Linked DNA regions of Mus musculus: all the other regions are linked to region 3. A link is a contact called in public promoter capture Hi-C data. All regions are on one chromosome and are shown on one strand. Each heading gives the region's core, a stretch centred on a gene start, on an enhancer-like site or on the middle of the called end of the contact. The rest is flanking DNA. Distances are from core to core; before and after follow the strand shown.

Region 1 (3,597 bases), core at 796-3,295, 280 kb before region 3:
CCGTCCTATAAAACGGTAATATTTGGAAAGAGAGGTATCACTCACATGCTCCATCACATATTACGGTGCATTGTTCTAGTTCAGGCTTGGTTGTTGCTGTACTGGTTAGTTTTATGTCAAGCTGGAGTCATATGGGAAAAGGGAGCTTCAACTCAGAAAATGCTCCCAATAGACTGGCCTGGACTGGGAGATTTTTCTTGATTGATGATTGATGTGGGAGGGCCAGTCTCACCATGGGTGGGGCTACCTCTGGGCAGGTGGTCCTGGGTTCTATAAGAAAGCAAGATGAGCCAGGCCTTGGTGGTGCACAGCACTTGGGAGGCAGAGGCAGGCAGATCTCTGAGTTCAAGGCCAGCCTGGTTTGCAAAGAGAGTTCACATTGTCTCAAAAATCAGAACAAAACACAACAAAAAGAAAAGAGAAGAAAGAAAAAGAGAGAGGGAGTGAGAGAGAGAGAAAGTAAGCAGGCTGAGCAAGTCACAAGGAACAAGCTGTTGCGGTAATTTCTAACCCCGATAAGCCTGTATAAAAGACATATAACCCAGTTATATTGATAAGCTATATGCCTAGATTGGGCAGATCTATCACTATACTAACTTATTCTCTAGTTATGAGACCCCTTGCTGCTTGCAGCTTCTCCGGGCCATGTGCTTCTGCTCCATATTGGCTTCCACCTCCTCCTCCTCTGTCTTCTCTCCTCCTCCTTCCTCTGAAACCTCCTGTCCCACCTTTCCCTTGCACTGCCCAATCATAGGCTCTAGCCTTTATTTGACCAGTTAGAATGGGGAAAAGGTCCAGTGAGATCAACAGAGTCCTTGTCAGGGGCAGGGTGGGGACAACAACTCTCGAGGAAGCAGGATTAACATCAAAATACAAACATCACCAGGGCAATCCACACCAGCAGGCTAGTAAGCAATGCTCCTCCATGGCTTCCACACCAGTTCCTGCCTCCAGGTTCCTGCCCCAACTTCCTTTAATGCTAAGCTGAGATGTGGAAGTGTGAGCATCACAAGACCTCTCCTTCCCTAGTTGCTTCGGGTCGTGGTGTTTAGCACAACAATAGAAACAGGAGCTAAGACAGTTATTGCTGAATTTTTTCTTACTTAGCCTTATTTATTAAAGGAATACACATTATCTAGGGGTTGATATTACCTTGTAGCTTTTGCCATCCTCTGGGGTCTTAGAACACATCTTCGATGAATAAATGGAGAATCTAGCAGTGGTGACAGTGACAACAGAGAGACAGTGTGTAGTGAGGGCTTACACTGCCCTAACTTACACTGTGCTATGATACGCAGTCTTTTTGGCGTTGTGTGCACAGTGTCTCAGTTCCCACCCATCCTAAGTACTGTGTGTACAGCGTCTCACTTCATCCTCTGTGAAGCAGAAAGCATCCCCATCTCCACTTTCAGACAAGGAAACTGAAGAACATTAAACAACCTGCTGGTGTTCGTAGAGCAATGGGCAGCTGGGCTGGGGCCCAGACTCAGAAGCCATACCCCAGACTTCACAGTCTTCATTACAAAGCTATGGTGAGACCTTCTGCTACATGGGTAGGCAGCTGACTGTGTCTACACAACAAGTCAACTCCCAACATATCCTCAGGACAACTGAAAATTCTGCACCAGAGAGTGGTTCCCTGTGGATTCACAGCTAGCCCTGAATAATTAAATAATTTACATTATTGTTAAGACAGGTGCTTTTACTGTGGCGATAACCAGAGACTGAATATAATATGCAGGGCACTGGAATAGACTCTAACAGCCACAAATGTAAGAAGATTACACCTAAGCTGTATTTATGAATATTTAAAAGTCCTTAATAACAGCAACTGAAAGATGCTAACATTTTTTTTAAATGGGCCATGTTATGTTTTACATTTGGTTAAAAGAATAGCTGCTATAGAAATAAGATGACCAGCTCTTCCAGAATATACAGCAACTGTCTCTACTTTTGTGGTGCCAGGGTTAGGAGATTTACGGTAAAGCCATGTTTCTAAGGAAGTCAGTACAAAAAGCCAGACTTCTACAGGCAGTTTCTGGGTCAGATCAGTTTACCATCCATCGCAGTGCCTTACGGTTTCTCCAGATGTTCATCCCGAAGAGGCTCCAAAAAGGCTATTTCTCTGCTTACCCTGTCCCTCTGGTGTTTGGTGGGGTTGCTAACGGGCAAGGTTTAAATGAACTGAATGTCATCTCAGAGTCATGGAAAACAGGGAACCAAAACTCAAGCAGGCCCCCTATTTTCGTTGTGAAAAGGGACCCAACTGGGTCCCCGTGTGCCAGAAGTGTGAAGCCTGTGTCTTAGCATGGAAGATCTTTGCCACCAAAGAGTGGTTCCGGAGGGTCAACGACATATCCCAGAGGAGATTTCTAGTCAGCATCTTGGGGCAGTTAAATAGCCTGTATTTGTTACAGTATTTCCAGAATATCCTAGAGACCACCCAGGGGAAGGACTTCATCTACAACAGGTCTCGGATCAAACTCAGTAGGAAGGGGGGGAAGGAGGAGGAGGTTGTAAAGTCCTCCTTGAACCAGATGTTGGATAAAACGGTGGAACGGAAGATGAAGGAGATCCTCTACTGGTTTGGCAACAGCACCCACCGAACTAAGGCAAATTATACTCTCTTGCTGCTGCAGATGTGCGACTCAAATTTACTGCTCACTGCTGCCAATGTGATCAGAGTCCTGTTCATGAAAGAGTGGAACAGTATTTCAGGTGAGAGCAGAGGGCCCCAGAGACCAGACACAGGCTTGGAAGGGGGCATAGGTGCAGACAGACAGGCTTGGAAAGGCAGAGGCTGCCCAGAGGGCTGGTATGGGACTGTGAACCTTATCCTGACATCCTATCACTTACCAAAGGAGGAGCTGCTGAGTGGTACTTCATTCTAGAAAACTGTCCACTGAGAAAAGCAGAAGGAAGGACAGAGCTTTCACCCCGGCACTGAACAGTATCCTGCCTGCCTTGGGCCCAGATCACTGCAAACGGGTGTCACTTCTTCCTTGCACTAGGGTAGGAGGGATGTGACAGGGAAGCTGTGTTTTGTTTCTTAACTGCCATGGGCAGAAACCAGGCCAAACAACAAAACTTACAGCTTTAAAAAAGTCTTATCTTACCATGCCGCTTGCTTAAGCATGAAACCAAATCTTAGTAAGATACTTTAAGAGGCCAAATGTGGCTAAAAGTCCAAAATTGCCCAGGGTACTAGTTTATAAGCAATAGTTTGCACCTGAGTCTCCAAACAGATTAGATTAACAAAAAAAAAAAAAAACCAGACTGTGGTCCTCTGCCAAAGCCTGGCCTAGCAGCTGGTCTGAGACCATGTCAAGCTGTCTGTTTCTGGCTATATAGACAGACATTGCTGGACCCAGCGGGGAACCTTCTTGGTCCTGGGTATTGACAGGAAAGTGTTGAAAGTGTTTGACTGGCTGGTTCTGGACAGCAAAAGAAAGCAGAGGAGAGGTCTGAGACCTGCAATTAGGAGAGGTCAGAGGTCAGAGGTCAGAGACCTACAAAGGTCTAGAAGGTTTAGCCAGAGGTGGGTAAAGAGTGGGAGGGGTGGTCTCTAGGGGGAATTTTCAAGTTTGAGCTCTGAAA
Region 2 (3,396 bases), core at 273-2,772, 480 kb before region 3:
ATCCAATTAGATCCTGGAAGCTCCTCCCAGGAAGTTGTCCCTACAGCTTCTTCTATCAGTAATGGGAAAACCTCACAAAGGTCAGCTGAGGTTTCCCCTCCCCCATTTTCAGCACACTGTTTATCTACAGGGGTCCTCCAAGAATATAAGGTCTGCACAAAAATATAACGTCTGTGCGAGTCCGTGACACAAAGCCAGACCAAACCGATCTGATCACTGTTCCACCGAGCACCTATGCACCCTCCTGCCTCTGCCACTCAGCAAGACCCTATAGTACAGGCTACCACTTTCCCCGGAAGAAAATGAGAAAGGAAAACAAAAAAACGAGAGGTGGGTGAGGCACCAGCCCTTCAATAGAGGGGACTATTGAAGGGGACTATTGGTCAGATGTGTAGTATGCCCCTTAGTCAGTGAATCAGGACCAGGCTGAGAGAGTACAGTACAGTTCCTGCTGGCCAAGAAACCAAGCCTAGCTTCATTCTGACCAAGACTTCTGCCGGGGTCTCACTGCAAGGACCAGCCAAAGTTAGGGGAGATGAAACCACAAGACACAATATTGGTTGCAAACGATCTAGGGGCTGAAATCTTACTGGTCCTAGGGACATACCTCAGAAGCTGGCTTAAACAGATAACTGCGCATTCCCTGGGGACCCTTGCAAGAGGGTGATAGGTTGTGAGCAGAGAGGAAGAAAACTCTGGCCCAGACCAGGCATTCCTCTCTGTATCCTCTCTCATCAACTATCCCTGGGGACTTGTGGAGGAGAGGAGCAGGGACAATGGTCCAACAGGTCCCCTTTACCTACCTGGACAGGTCAGCCTTCCTCACCCTAGCCTGAGGCCCCAAATTCAGCAGGAAACACAGAGGCACCTGCTGACACACCGCTCCATCCCCGCGAAACGGGGACCCTGGGCGGTGCCTCCCGGCGCTCTCCTGTCACCCCCCTCGTAGGGGCGGGGCGCTCCGGGAGCCGCCGCGCCCCCCATGCCCCCTCCCCGCGCTCACCTGGCGCAGGTGCTGCAGCAGCGTCCCCGCCTCCTCCCGCCGGCCCTGGCGCACCATCCGCAGCAGCTCCTGGACCATGCCGACGCGCCGGTGATAGGGGGGTAGCCCACTGCCCGCGCGCCCCGCCTTGTCCCCGGCGCGCAGCAGCAGCGACGCCCAGAAGTCGGGTCGTTCGCGGCGGGGGCCGGGCGCCGCGCCGGGGCTGGCTCTCTCCGCCAGGCTGCCCTTGGTCTGCCGAGTGCCCATGCCGCCGCCCGCCTGGGGCTGCGCGCGCCGGGCTAAGGCCGCGTCCCCCGCCGGCTTCGCGCCTCCCCGGCCGCAACTTTGGGGGAACTGTTGCGCGCGGGAGGCGCGGGCGCGGGGCGGGGGCGGGGGCGGCTGCGGCCCGCACTCCCCTCGCTCCTCCCTCCTCGCTGCCCCGGCGCGCTCTCCCGGCGCTCGCCGCCAGCCCGTCCCGGCGCTCGCCGCCAGCCCGTCGGCCCCGCCCCGCCCCGCCGGCCGCCCCGCCCCCGCGCCGCCGCGTGTCTCCCTCCCTCTCCGGCGCCCGCTCCTTCCCGCCGCGCGGCTCTGGGCTAGGGGTGCCCGGCGCCCCCGCCCTGCTTTGTCCCTGGTGCAGCGCCCCCTGCCGGACACTGTGCTGCGCCTCTTGGGGCCCGCGGCTTCCTGGCAAAGGTCAGTGAGTTCCCCGATGCTTTCCTGACTGCGCGCCTAGGTGAGGCCCAGGGATTACGGTGGTGGGAGGAGGTCGGGGCGCCGAGCGAGGGAGAGAAACTTCGGAACTTGGAGGTCCTGTTCGCCGCAGAGTCTAGATTCTCAAGAGTGGGCTCTGCAGAGAATCAGTATCTCAGATTGTCCGAGGTGCTGGTTTAAAGCGTAGTATCTCAGGCCTGGCTCAATGCCCACTGAGCAAGCCTCTTCTCCGGGCCTGGAAATGTGCATTTAGCTAGCATCTTGGGTGGTTCCGATGCTCGTTTCTTGGAGCCCCAGTGGCTTTCAGGTAGGTGATGGTAGTTGGTGCACGGACACAGATCTGGATACTCTAGTTTTGTGAACTCTGCATTCTTTTCTCCCTCCGACACTGCTGAGAGGAGACCTTTAAGTCTTCCTGCTACTACTTCAAAGCGGAAATGTGGCTTCTGGTTAGACATTCCTTGTTGCCTTCTTCTCGGGTTTCTTCTACCAACCCCCTGGGAACCCATGGTGCTTGGATAAGGTATTTTGGAGGCCCATGTGCCCTGTTCTTAGCTGTAGGAGGGGCAGCAGTTTTATTTGTATTTATTTATTTATTTTTTCTTTCTTAAGGTCGCTAGTATTGCTCTAGGCCAGAGGGCTGGAGTCCACCACCTGCTGCTGATACGTATCAGAAAAGCCTTGGGCTTCCAGATCCCTGGCTCCTTCTGGAAGGTTAGGATAGTAACACAGTAACATTTATGTCAAGAGTTGGAAGGTGAAGACTGTGTGTGTGTATTTCTGTGTCTGTTTACCCTGGTGCTTTTTTGTTTAACAAAGTTTCTCCCTGGCGTGGAACTCCCCAAGCAGGCTAGTTTGCCTGGCCAATGAACTCCACAAATCCACCTATTTTCCACCTTACTAATTTAGGATTGTTAGGTGAGTACGACCACACGACTTTTTCTTTTCTTTTTTAAAGATTTATTTATTATATGTAAGTACACTGTAGCTGTCTTCAGACACACCAAAAGAGGGCATCAGATCTCATTACGGATGGTTGTGAGCCACCATGTGGTTGCCGGGATTTGAACTCAGGACCTTCAGAAGAGCAGTCAATGCTCCTCCCCACTGAGCCAGCTCACCAGTCCTTTTTTTTTTTTTTTTTTTAAGGTAGATCACATTATGTATCCCTGGCTAATCTGGAACCTTTTACATAGACTAGGCTGGCCTCGAGTTTACAGATTTACCTGACTCTGACTCCTGAGTGCTGGGGTTATAGGGGCGTGTGACAATTTTTCTTTAAAAATTAAAAAAAATTATAAATTAAAATCTTTAAATTAATTTAGAGCTTAATTCTTTTTAAAAATGAGTCATGGATACCAAACTCAGTCCTGCTTGCAAGGCAAGCATTTTTACCCACTGAGCTGTCTCTTAGACCGGTGAATACTTTTTGGAAAAAAAAAATGTAATGACACTTGTTATTCATTCAGGACCATCCTCAGTAGGGTTTGGCACTAGGGGAGAGAGACCCAGCTTGGTTTTGAGTTTATAGCGAAGCAGCTGGGGTGGGTGTTGATGGATGGGAAATGACAAAGGGAAAGCACCATCTATAAAGGGATTCTAGCTAAACTGGTCTAACAGAATTGCCAGTCGATATCCCTGCAGGCTGGTAGAGGACAAACCTCATCAGACATTGCAGGTGATCAGCCACCTGGAGTAGTTCT
Region 3 (3,419 bases), core at 27-2,526:
TGTGGACCGAGTGCAGAGCTCTGGCTTCAACCTCTGCCATGCATCTCCTCTCAGCCTCCTGTGTGCCAAGCACAGGTACGACACCTGGCATTGGCAGGGAACTGAATAAAAATGTCACACATACTCTTTATTTTTAATCCGATGAGAAATTTTAAAAGATCATTGTCTGAAGAATGCTTCAAGTTTATTTTTTTATGTAATGAGCAAGCATATACAATTAGCTCAAGTAGCGGCTACTGTCAAAAAACAAAATAATATGGAACTATCTGAGTCTCCCAGGGCTTTATGACTCACTGCTCTTAACAGGTAGGGAGGGTGTGGATATGCAGGTAGAGACTTTAACACACGGGCTCCTTGCTCAGTCAGCCAATACAGGTGACCTGATGGTTAGTTGGGCACATCTCCAAGAAGAGCTGGCTAGCCTCTCCCTTCTTAACTCTGGGCGGCCACACTCAAGTGCCTATGAATCAGCTAGTTTCTCTGGCTGCTCTTCCTGCACCTCAGATGGCCACTTCTCTCACCCCTACCCCCATGGCCAGGACTCCAGCCAAGGCTGGGAGCCAGGCCAGCTTGCCTCAGGCAAACTTCGCCTGGAGCTTATATGCAGTTGTAAAATCTGGTTTTGCCAAGCTTAGGAGGAGCCGGATCCTAGAGCCCCACCCCTCTGTCCGTCTGTCCGTCCATCCGTCCGTCAAGCTTGGATTTTCCTCCCCTCCCTTCTCTCTTGGATTGGGGTCCCAGCCTAGCCCTCTAGATATGTACCCCGAATCCCAGTAAACCAGCATACTTTCTAGGTACAAACAGGGATAGCGAGGATGGGTGTTTTAAAGACTAGCCCAGTTAAGACCCCAGCGCAGGTCAGGTGCGCCAAGACCTGAGGTCCTGGCTGCTAGTAGGAGAGGTGATCCAGCTACACAGTCCCCGAATGGGCACAGTTCACTTCAGTGTTCCCGAGAACCCAGCACTGCGCACTTGGGGAGTGAGGCAGGGAGGTGGGTACGAAATCTAGCAATCTTTATCCATGTGCGCTGAGGGGACAGGGGCGAAGGTGCAATGTATTGGTCAACAGGGCCCGAGTACCACAGATCTAGGGAAGGTGAGAGACGAGAAGCCCAGGGTCCTCCAGCTTTAAGTAAAAGTCGAGGTTTTGCAGAGATCTGGTTTTTCCGGGGGTGTCTTTAAGTCCAAGTAACTGTCTGGCAGTCGGCGCCCCGCCCGCCCGCCTGCCCCCTCTCCTCAGGGAGGCCCGCCCTCCCGCACACGCTGACCCTGGGACACACCCTTCTGCAGCGACGCAAATAGGGCGTAGTTCCCGTTAAAGGGGAACACCGGGAGCCTCCCACTGCCCCCTTGCTTTGCGCGCGCGCTGACCCGCAGCACAGCTGTCTTTGGGGACGCCAGCAACCCAGTGGACGCACCGGAGTTTGTGCCTGAGGCTAATCTGCTCTGAGATAGCTGTCCCTTTGAACTGAAAGTAAGTTGGTAGGGAAAGTGAAGAAGGTGGTGGTGGTGGGGGGCATAAAGCTGGGCATCATCTGGAAATGCTATGCCTAAAGCGGGGACGGGGCTCTGACCCTCCATAGGGCCGCCTTGTGACAAGAACGTGGAGACCCCTTCCTACATCCTAGCCTACCGGAGGGACACACCTAGGACTGCCTCTGCATCGTCCAGACCAGGGTGGTGGCGGTGTCTGGATAGAGGGTTGCTGGGGCGGCCTTGTGATTCTTTCCAGAGGATGTACTGTTAAAATACACGAGTCTCTGGTCCTTCGGGTTCTAGCCGCAGGCCCTATGGTGTTCTTGGTCTCTGCTACTTGAAGCCATCCAATGAAATTTGAATTTTCTGGAAATCATGGGGAAAATCTTGCTTATATCTTCAGTGCATTCCTGGCTTTTTGTCTTTGATGTGTTCCTTGGGAGGAAAATGGACGTGTCTGGGATAGAATACTTGTCAAAACTAATTTAGAAGTCTCCTTGGTCTAAGGTTCTATCCTTAACTGGTTCACTCAGCTGCAGCCAGATTTTCACGGCTGTACACATTCACTATCAGGTCACCCAAGTTTTAGCTCCCTAAAGTCTGAAGTGGAGGGGGAGGTAGGGTAGGAGATAGTATCTTCGGACCTTGGAAACACGTCTTGCCTGCTCTGACTTGCGAGAATTCTCAGACTCAATCAGCCTCTTTACGCACTGTCTCCTTCCCTCCAGTCAGCAGCAACCAAGGGATAGGGCCCCTGGCGCATCTATTCGGGATGGGGCTTTGGACAGGGGTCCGCAAGTGCGGCGGGCTCAGCCTAGCTCTCCTTGGGGCCGTCCAGGGGGTGCCTGTGGAGCTGGCGGGGCTGAAGGCTCTTCACCCCCCGGGGCGCAGGGAAGGCGCGGAACCCTGCGCGCGGGAAGCTCCGGAGCCGGGCAATCCTCCAGCCCGCCTGCTCTCCCGCTCCCCCAGCCGCCAGCATCTAGGCCGAGCCGGGGGCGGGGCGGCTGCTCTCCGCTGGCAAAAACGGGTGGAAACTTGGAGGCAAGTAACGGAACGCGGGGCGCGCTGGGGTCTGGGAAACCAGCCTCGGGTGGCGGGCGACCCCAGGCCTCTGGCTGTGAGCCTGGCGCCGCCCGCTGAGCCTCCAGTCTCGGGGGGAATCCACCCTGTGACTGGGTCAGGGACGTGGCCTCGGTAGCCTCCCAAGTCCCAAGGGCCCTGAAAGGCGCCCAGGCTGGGCGGAGGCTTGCTGTGGCCTCGGCTCATCGTTCAGGAAACTCCTCTCCTCCGCGCGCCTCCCGGGGTGATCGGGACGTGCGCACCACTTGCTTGTTTTGTTCCAAAGGCAAAAGATGTTCGATTGCGGGCGGGCACTGGGCGGGGATAGGGATGGCGGCGGCCGCCCCCTCCCGGCCAGCTGGGCCCCCGGGCCAGGGCCAGCGGCCTCACACCCGCCTTCCTCTCTCAGCAGGCACCGCTCCTCTGATCCCGAGCCCAACTCCCAGCCACCATGCTCCTACTCTTGTTGGGGATCCTGTTCCTGCACATCGCGGTGCTAGTGTTGCTCTTCGTCTCCACCATCGTCAGCGTGAGTGCGGGGCGAGCGGACAGGGGAGGCTCCCTGCAGGGCGGCAGCTATCTCTGCTCTGGGTTCCCAGCCAGTGCTTCCCCAGGTTGCCAAACTGGAGTGATATTTGCAGACAGCTGGACATACCAGAGGCCCCAGGACTTCTGTTGCTGCACTTCTTTGCCACCCACTTCTTTTCAGTTCTTTGAGAAAGTTAGGCCAGCATCAGGGGTAGACAGTGAGCAAGGGCTGGAAGAACTTAGTTGCTCAGGACTTAAGCCAGTCTTGCAGGGGGACTGTGGTATCTTATCTATCTTACCGGAGTGCCCTCCACTGATAGGAGCTGGGCAAGGAAATAGCTGGTGTGGAGCTGTCA

What was found. Promoter capture Hi-C pulls out the DNA fragments that hold promoters and counts their contacts. Capture Hi-C pulls out chosen DNA fragments and counts their contacts.
Region 1: a promoter capture Hi-C map of embryonic stem cells shows a contact between it and region 3. The contact joins the promoter of Fbxw10 here to the promoter of Pmp22 in region 3. A contact is called at or near these places in 8 of 39 promoter capture datasets (the 3T3-L1 cell line, the C10 cell line, the HPC-7 cell line and 4 more), 1 of 15 datasets of contacts at CTCF or cohesin (the NIH/3T3 cell line), 3 of 484 Hi-C or Micro-C datasets (the Ba/F3 cell line, the N1E-115 cell line and nephron progenitors), 6 of 115 datasets of contacts at active chromatin or transcription factors (bone marrow-derived macrophages, embryonic midbrain, forebrain and 3 more) and 4 of 9 other capture datasets (adipose tissue, embryonic stem cells, liver and 1 more).
Region 2: a contact with region 3 is called in a promoter capture Hi-C map of adipose tissue. The contact joins the promoter of Mmgt2 here to the promoter of Pmp22 in region 3. A contact is called at or near these places in 1 of 484 Hi-C or Micro-C datasets (embryonic stem cells), 1 of 115 datasets of contacts at active chromatin or transcription factors (bone marrow-derived macrophages) and 1 of 9 other capture datasets (adipose tissue).

The regions. Positions count from the first base shown.
Region 1 is chr11:62,845,078-62,848,674 of GRCm38.p6, forward strand. It overlaps Fbxw10 (F-box and WD-40 domain protein 10), which reads left to right and starts at 2,046. Exons shown (of 13, transcript NM_001033669.2): 1 at 2,046-2,718. The coding sequence starts at 2,205.
Region 2 is chr11:62,647,142-62,650,537 of GRCm38.p6, forward strand. It overlaps Mmgt2 (membrane magnesium transporter 2), which reads left to right and starts at 1,523. Exons shown (of 2, transcript NM_175002.2): 1 at 1,523-1,715. Lrrc75a (leucine rich repeat containing 75A) reads right to left here and starts at 1,382. Exons shown (of 4, transcript NM_198861.1): 1 at 1,004-1,382. The coding sequence starts at 1,249.
Region 3 is chr11:63,130,181-63,133,599 of GRCm38.p6, forward strand. It overlaps Pmp22 (peripheral myelin protein 22), which reads left to right and starts at 1,277. Exons shown (of 5, transcript NM_008885.3): 1 at 1,277-1,474; 2 at 2,945-3,064. The coding sequence starts at 2,987.